2 separate regions of the Macaca mulatta genome follow, and region 1 is linked to region 2. A link is a contact called in public Micro-C data. All regions are on one chromosome and are shown on one strand. The core of a region is the stretch at or near the end of the contact, and the rest is flanking DNA. Distances in the headings are between cores, read along the strand shown.

Region 1 (2,893 bases), core at 387-2,886, 290 kb before region 2:
GTAATCCCCAGAACATGAAATTTAACACAGAAAATTTCTGACTTTTGTGATCTTCTCTATCCAAGGGCATGACAAATATTTAATTCACTCTTCAATGTTCATATTCAATCCTATTTCTTCAAATAGCATCGTTGAAAATTAAAAAGAAATCTCAACCCTCTCCCCAAGTGAATATTTCAAGCTGCATCCTGTGTCAAGTCCTGGCACTGAGTCAGCCTTGTCAGCCCAATTTAGAGCACATGGCAGTAATCCAATTCATTGTGGCTGTGGTCCCCAGATCAGGTTTCAAAAAAGAAGGGGCAGCAATCCGGTGACCTTCTCAAGATAGTAGAAAACAACTCTGGTCATGACTGACATCTGATCTTTCTGCTAACATTAGCTCCTAATCAAAGATGGTGCCAAGCTTGTATCCGACACCAGCCCACAAATCTTTCTGTCCTCCTCCAAGAGGTGTGGGCATCCTGTCACCCACTGAGTTTCAGTTTTAGAATGACTGTCCCTTTCAGATCCAAGGAAGTCTGGTTTTATTGACATTTGAGATAAAGCTCAAGGCCTGTCTTAATTGAGCTTTCCGGTTATTTATAATGCATACGTATTTACTATTCATTGTCTTTATACTTATCCTCACTAAGTATAAGGTGTTCAATGTGATTCTTAATAAAGACATAGTTATAACTTTCTAAAATTAACAACCCCAGAATATTCATATTAAAATCAGGAGATGGCATCCACTTGGAAGCTTTTTCTGTGCATCTCTCATCCTGTCATCCCATTTTTTTTTTTTTTTGAGACGCAGTCTTGCACTGTTGCCGAGGCTGGAGTGCAGTGGCGCCATCTCAGCTCACTGGAAGCTCCACCTCCTGAATTCACGCCATTCTCCTGCCTCAGCCTCCCGAGTAGTTGGGACTACAGGCACGAGCCACCATGTCTGGCTAATTTTTTTGTGTGTGTACTTTTAGTAGAGACGTGGTTTCACCATGTTAGCCAGCATCCTTTCTTAAAAATGTATTACTCTTCCTGGGCTTTGAGTCATCCTTCCTCCATACTTCTGCTGGATCTTCAGGACTGGCTCAGGCATGGCCACAAATTGGCCCCAGGAACGTCTGCAGAAGTAAACTTTACCTCCTAGGCCAGGCCCCATTTTTCTTACTTCACCAAATACTAAGTATCAGTATAAAAAAAAACAACCTGGCCACTTGCCTAAATCGTCCCTAAATCAGGAAGCTGTTCTTGATGTGAAGAGGCCTTTAGGGAATGCTGTTGTTTTCTCATCCCTTACCTCTTATATAAAAGTCCATGTTGAGGCCTGAAGATTCCTGGAGCTGTGGATGTGTTCAAAGTAACTACTGGCTTTGCCCCAGCTCTGAGTTTACACATAATATATTATTTGAATTAGTTGAGTTCCAAGTTTTCTATACAGAATTTTATCTTCTTTCTATCTCCATAAACAAACAATCTTTGAAGCTAGATAATATGAGAAAAGAGGATGGAATCATTTCACCCTGCCTTGTTTGTTTCCATGAGGATTCTAACCAAAAGGAAAAGATGAGTCATTCTGCATCATTTCCTATGTGGTGCTTTGGACTCTGTGCTATCTTAGCCAAAAGAGGGCAGCACTCCATGGGTTTTGAATTCACAGGAAGCAAAACTTCAAACAGTTTTTAATTGAACTCTTAAGCAAGGCACTGTACTCTATTACATGGGATAACACAGATTAATAAGACCGCCCCAAACAAGCAGGAACAGGAAAGGAGAGAACAGTTGGGGAGAGCAGTTAAAACACTGTCATGTGTTTGGGAGTCGTGAGCGATACGTCTGAAAATAAAGAATGGATGAGATTGTGAGGGTTCCTTGATGAGTAGGCATTTATTCTTTATTTGAAATGCAGTGGGGAGCCTCTCAAAGTTTTTCAACAAGTGAATCATATGATTAGAACTCTGTCTGGGGAAGATACATGTGTTAGGGATGTATTGGAGAGATTAAAACAGAGAGACCAAAGAGCAGAGGGAAACATGGATAGAAAAATAATACAAGAGACATCCAGGAAGTGATGAAGATCTAAACCAGAGGTATGACAGAGAGAAAGGGAGGGTGGCACCTGATGGGAGAGACACAGCTAAGTAGGAAAGATGGACTTTAACGGACTTGATAGAGGGAGAAAGGGACCAAGATAAACCCAGAGTTTCACATCTGAGACCTGGGCATATGGTAGAGCCTTTAACCAAAATTAGGAAGAAAGAAAAACACAACTGTTTGAAGCAAACGTAGCAAATTTGGTCTTGAACACATTTTCCCTTCAGAGAGCGTGAGATGTGACTAAGTTGCCAAGATATAAGGGTTAAAAGATAAAAATATAGGAAGGGTATGACTTAAAGGACTACTTTGGAAAGAAGTAGCCCTAAATGCTTACCTGAAAGCCCAGTGCTGAATATATGGCCCACTTGCAAGTGCAGTGTTGAGCCTTAGTGGCCTGTGTTTCTATACCTTCTTGATGTCATCTAACTCTCCCTATTTGTCCCTTTGTTCTTATATTTTTATAGTTGTATCTTATGGTAGTGCCACCTCAAATCATTTTGTGAATAAATTAGAATAAGCAGCAATTAATCAATCCTAATTATTACATCTTTCTATATAGACTTTAAGACACAGCCATCTTCAGTAAGCACATAGGACCCGTGTGTAAAATGCAGATCACAATATTTACTGAAAACTAATATGCTAGGCAGTAAACTAAAAGTTTTATACACATCATTTAATTTTATATTATGATTAACAAAACAAGATTATGAAGTAACTCCATTATTATCCCTTTTTACAGATGAGGACATCGAAACACAATGACATTAATACTAATTTGGCTGGGTGCAGGGGCTCACACTTATAATTCTAGTAC
Region 2 (3,195 bases), core at 570-3,069:
GAAACAAGTCACCCAGTCTAGGGAAAGCAGTTACACAAGTGTGTCACTACCATGAAGTAGTTAGTGATCATTGCTACCTTAGAGGCTACCTACTATAAGCAAACTAAAGTAATGTAGTATTTGTGGTATTTTACTTTCTTCAGTGTATATTGCTATGTACTTAGCAGTTGGTTCCTATTATGCCTTGTTAAGAGCTGCTTGTTATCTCCCTTTCTCACGATTCAACAAGATACTTGAATCAATTTTATCTTTGCTTCTTTCCCCACTGCCCTCCATCTAAATGTTCAGTGCCCCTCTTGTTTTGTGACTTTGAAGTATTAACTCCTGTTTCCTCAACTCCCCTCATCAGTGGTCCTAGAAATGCAGAGTAACTTGGTTGTCTAAAGTGGAAAATATTAGTTAAGATAATCAAATAACATTTTTCAATCCTTCATCATCCCCAGGACCCAGAATTATATATTCTTAACTTCATTTTTTATTTTTTTAAAAACATATCTGAATAAAGCTGAACAATTACTAGGTTCTCAGTCTGTCTTAGACATATCTTTGCTCTTTCCTTTCTGAAAAGGATCCAGGAATGTAGTTCCCCCCCTGCCCTCCAACTTTTTTTTTCTTTCCATGTCATGGCATGTCAAGAAAAATTTCCCTTCTCTTCCAAGACCTTTCCCCTTTTTCTCAATTAGAGAGAGAGAGAGAGAGAGAGAGAGAGAGAGAGAGAGAGTGTGTGTGTGTGTGTGTGTGTGTGTGTGTGTGTGTATGTATTCTTGAGGTTTCTGAAGTTATCCATGTATACTGGAGTAAGGAGAATTTGAGATTAGAGAGTTAATATTAGAAATTTATGTGTTGGCTTATGTCTGATGGCCTATGAGTTTATTGCAGGCAAGGTTTGGCTCTCTTTTAAAAAAGTTTTGAGCTAGGCCTCCGTACTTTATGCTAAAAAGTAAGTTGTTCAATGAATGTTGATTGTCCATAACTAACCATAATTTAATTAGAAAGCATCTTCAGAATCTCTTTATACAAATCCTTTGATATACTTTTGTTAAAAAGGATGCATATTACATATGCTTATTTTAATTAAAAAATGTTAAAAGACTGAAGTAATGATTAAATTTTAGATAAATTTTTCTTTACAACTAGAGAGAGTATTTTCTTAAAGATTTCTTTAAGATTTAGAAGATAGGTCTGAAAACATTTCAGTGGATATTTTTGTGTACGATAATTTTTAACTACATTTCAGTTTTAGACATACTGAATTGGTTGCTTACTGGGGAAGATGAGGAAGTCAGCACTCATCCGTTTTAGTCTTCATCTCATTTTGTTAGCCATGTTACTATTTCTACCTTATTAGAATGTATGATATTTAAATCCTGTCTAATTTACTTTGTATGAGTTTTTCAACCATCCTGTTTTGAATTCTGAGTTTATTTTGTTCTTTTGACTGGATTTTATTGTTAAATAAGATTTATCATCCACCTATGATCTCTTATTTTTTCAGTGTTGTTAAGCAGCCCCAAAACGTAGGGCATTTCCTTTGGTTTGTCAAGTTATGTCCTCTTTCACACTGCTGTCTCTATCTGAAGTTTTACATGCTGATACACTGCTATGGTCTGAATATTTCTGTCATGCCTAAAAATTCATATCTTGGAATCCTTACCCCAAGGTGATGGTATTAGAAGATGGGACCTTTGGGAGATGGTTGTCATGAGGGCAGAACCCTTTTAAATTGAAATTAGTGCTCTTATAAAAGAAGCCCAAGGGAGCTGCTTTCCCTTCCACCACATGAGTATACATGTATGAGTCAGCAAGCAGACCTTCACTGGACATGGAATCTGCCAGTGCCTTGATCTTGGACTTCTGACTCCAAAATTATGAAATAAATGTTTGCTGCTTATAAGTCACCCAGTTTATGATATTTTAAAAATAATAGCAGCACAAACAGACCAAGACACATTAACCCCCAACCCCCATTTCTTTTTTATTTTTTCTTCCTGTAGTATGTGTTGTTCATAGTTGCTGAATTAGGTTAGACTACAGAGGGCTGATTTGTAGTTAAGGATTGGCAAGAAAAGTTTAGACCCAGTACAGAACTGTATCAAAATAGCAAGCAAACAGTACAAATGTTGTAAACCAGATAAAGATACAGGGATGTGGGAGATACTATTTCCTAGTCAGTGTCTCCCTACCTCATGTGTTGGTGGTCGTTGTGGCTCGCTTTTGTTGTCTTTTCTATCACTAGGCTGGTGGAGAAAGAAGCAAAGGGAGAGCCCATCAGCTTCCTCTCCTACATATTACGATGTAGGCCATTCCTTGCTGTGACATTCATTTACTAGGGCTCTATTTCCTACTACCTTATAGGGCCTTCGGTTGAACTGGACATGTTCTGTCACAGTTGCCATAGTGTTTATTCTGCATCTTTTTAATATGTGAACAAATACACACACAAAATATAACAACAGTATGATCAGAGACGACTCATGTTTTACATTTGTTCTTTTCACTTTGCAAAATATCCAGGAATATGTTTCATGTTAGTCCATAAACTAGTTCTTTATTGATGGACATTTAAATTCTTTCCAGTTTTACGCTTACCAGAACTTAGCAAATAATTCTGTACATGGCATTTTGCACATGCGTGATTGTATCTACAGAATAAATTCCTAGAATGAAATTGCAGTGTCAAGGAATATGTGCATTTGAAATTTTGATAGATAGGACCAAATTGTTTTGGGGTGTTATTTTACCTTTTGCTGCTGTTGTTTAGTTGTGTGTAGCCTATTGGTTAGGGGCACAGATGCTGAAACCAGACTGCTGGATTAAAACCTGAATTTTGCCAGTTATCATCTGTTAAATGGTCGTAATAGTTCTTACATACTGGGTTGTTGTGAAGATTAAATGAATTAGTATATGTAAACTACCTGGAACCGTTCCCTGGCACATATCAAAGTGTTATGTAAGTAAGGGTTAGTGTTTATTTAGGAGATAGATTCTGTAAAATGTGGCTTCACTCTGCCATTTTTACTAGGAAGTACTTAACTCCTTATAATTCTATTTTCCATTTTCCCCTTGCTTCTATGTAACTACATTTACTTTCTTTCTTTCCCTCCTGCCTTTTCAAGCTACTGCTTCTCAACCCTCTGTTGTTTCCACTTTGTTAAATACTCATGCCCTCTGGGTTCTGACATAGCTTCTCTGATC

Evidence for each region. A called contact is a pair of places that touch in the nucleus more often than the background predicts.
Region 1: a contact with region 2 is called in a Micro-C map of CD4 T cells, with 13 times the contacts expected there. The contact joins two enhancer-like sites. A contact is called at or near these places in 5 of 14 Hi-C or Micro-C datasets (CD4 T cells, blood, cortical neurons and 2 more).

The regions. Positions count from the first base shown.
Region 1 is chr11:87,324,329-87,327,221 of T2T-MMU8v2.0, reverse strand. No RefSeq gene overlaps it. Among named protein-coding and RNA genes, the nearest start is that of OTOGL, 23 kb to the left of the region's middle. Within about 2 kb of position 1,636, at least 8 of the 40 cell types and tissues checked have an H3K27ac peak or open chromatin away from gene starts, as enhancers often do.
Region 2 is chr11:87,038,860-87,042,054 of T2T-MMU8v2.0, reverse strand. The region is part of intron 1 of PPP1R12A (protein phosphatase 1 regulatory subunit 12A); the gene reads left to right. Among named protein-coding and RNA genes, the nearest start is that of PPP1R12A, 45 kb to the left of the region's middle. Within about 2 kb of position 1,819, at least 2 of the 40 cell types and tissues checked have an H3K27ac peak or open chromatin away from gene starts, as enhancers often do.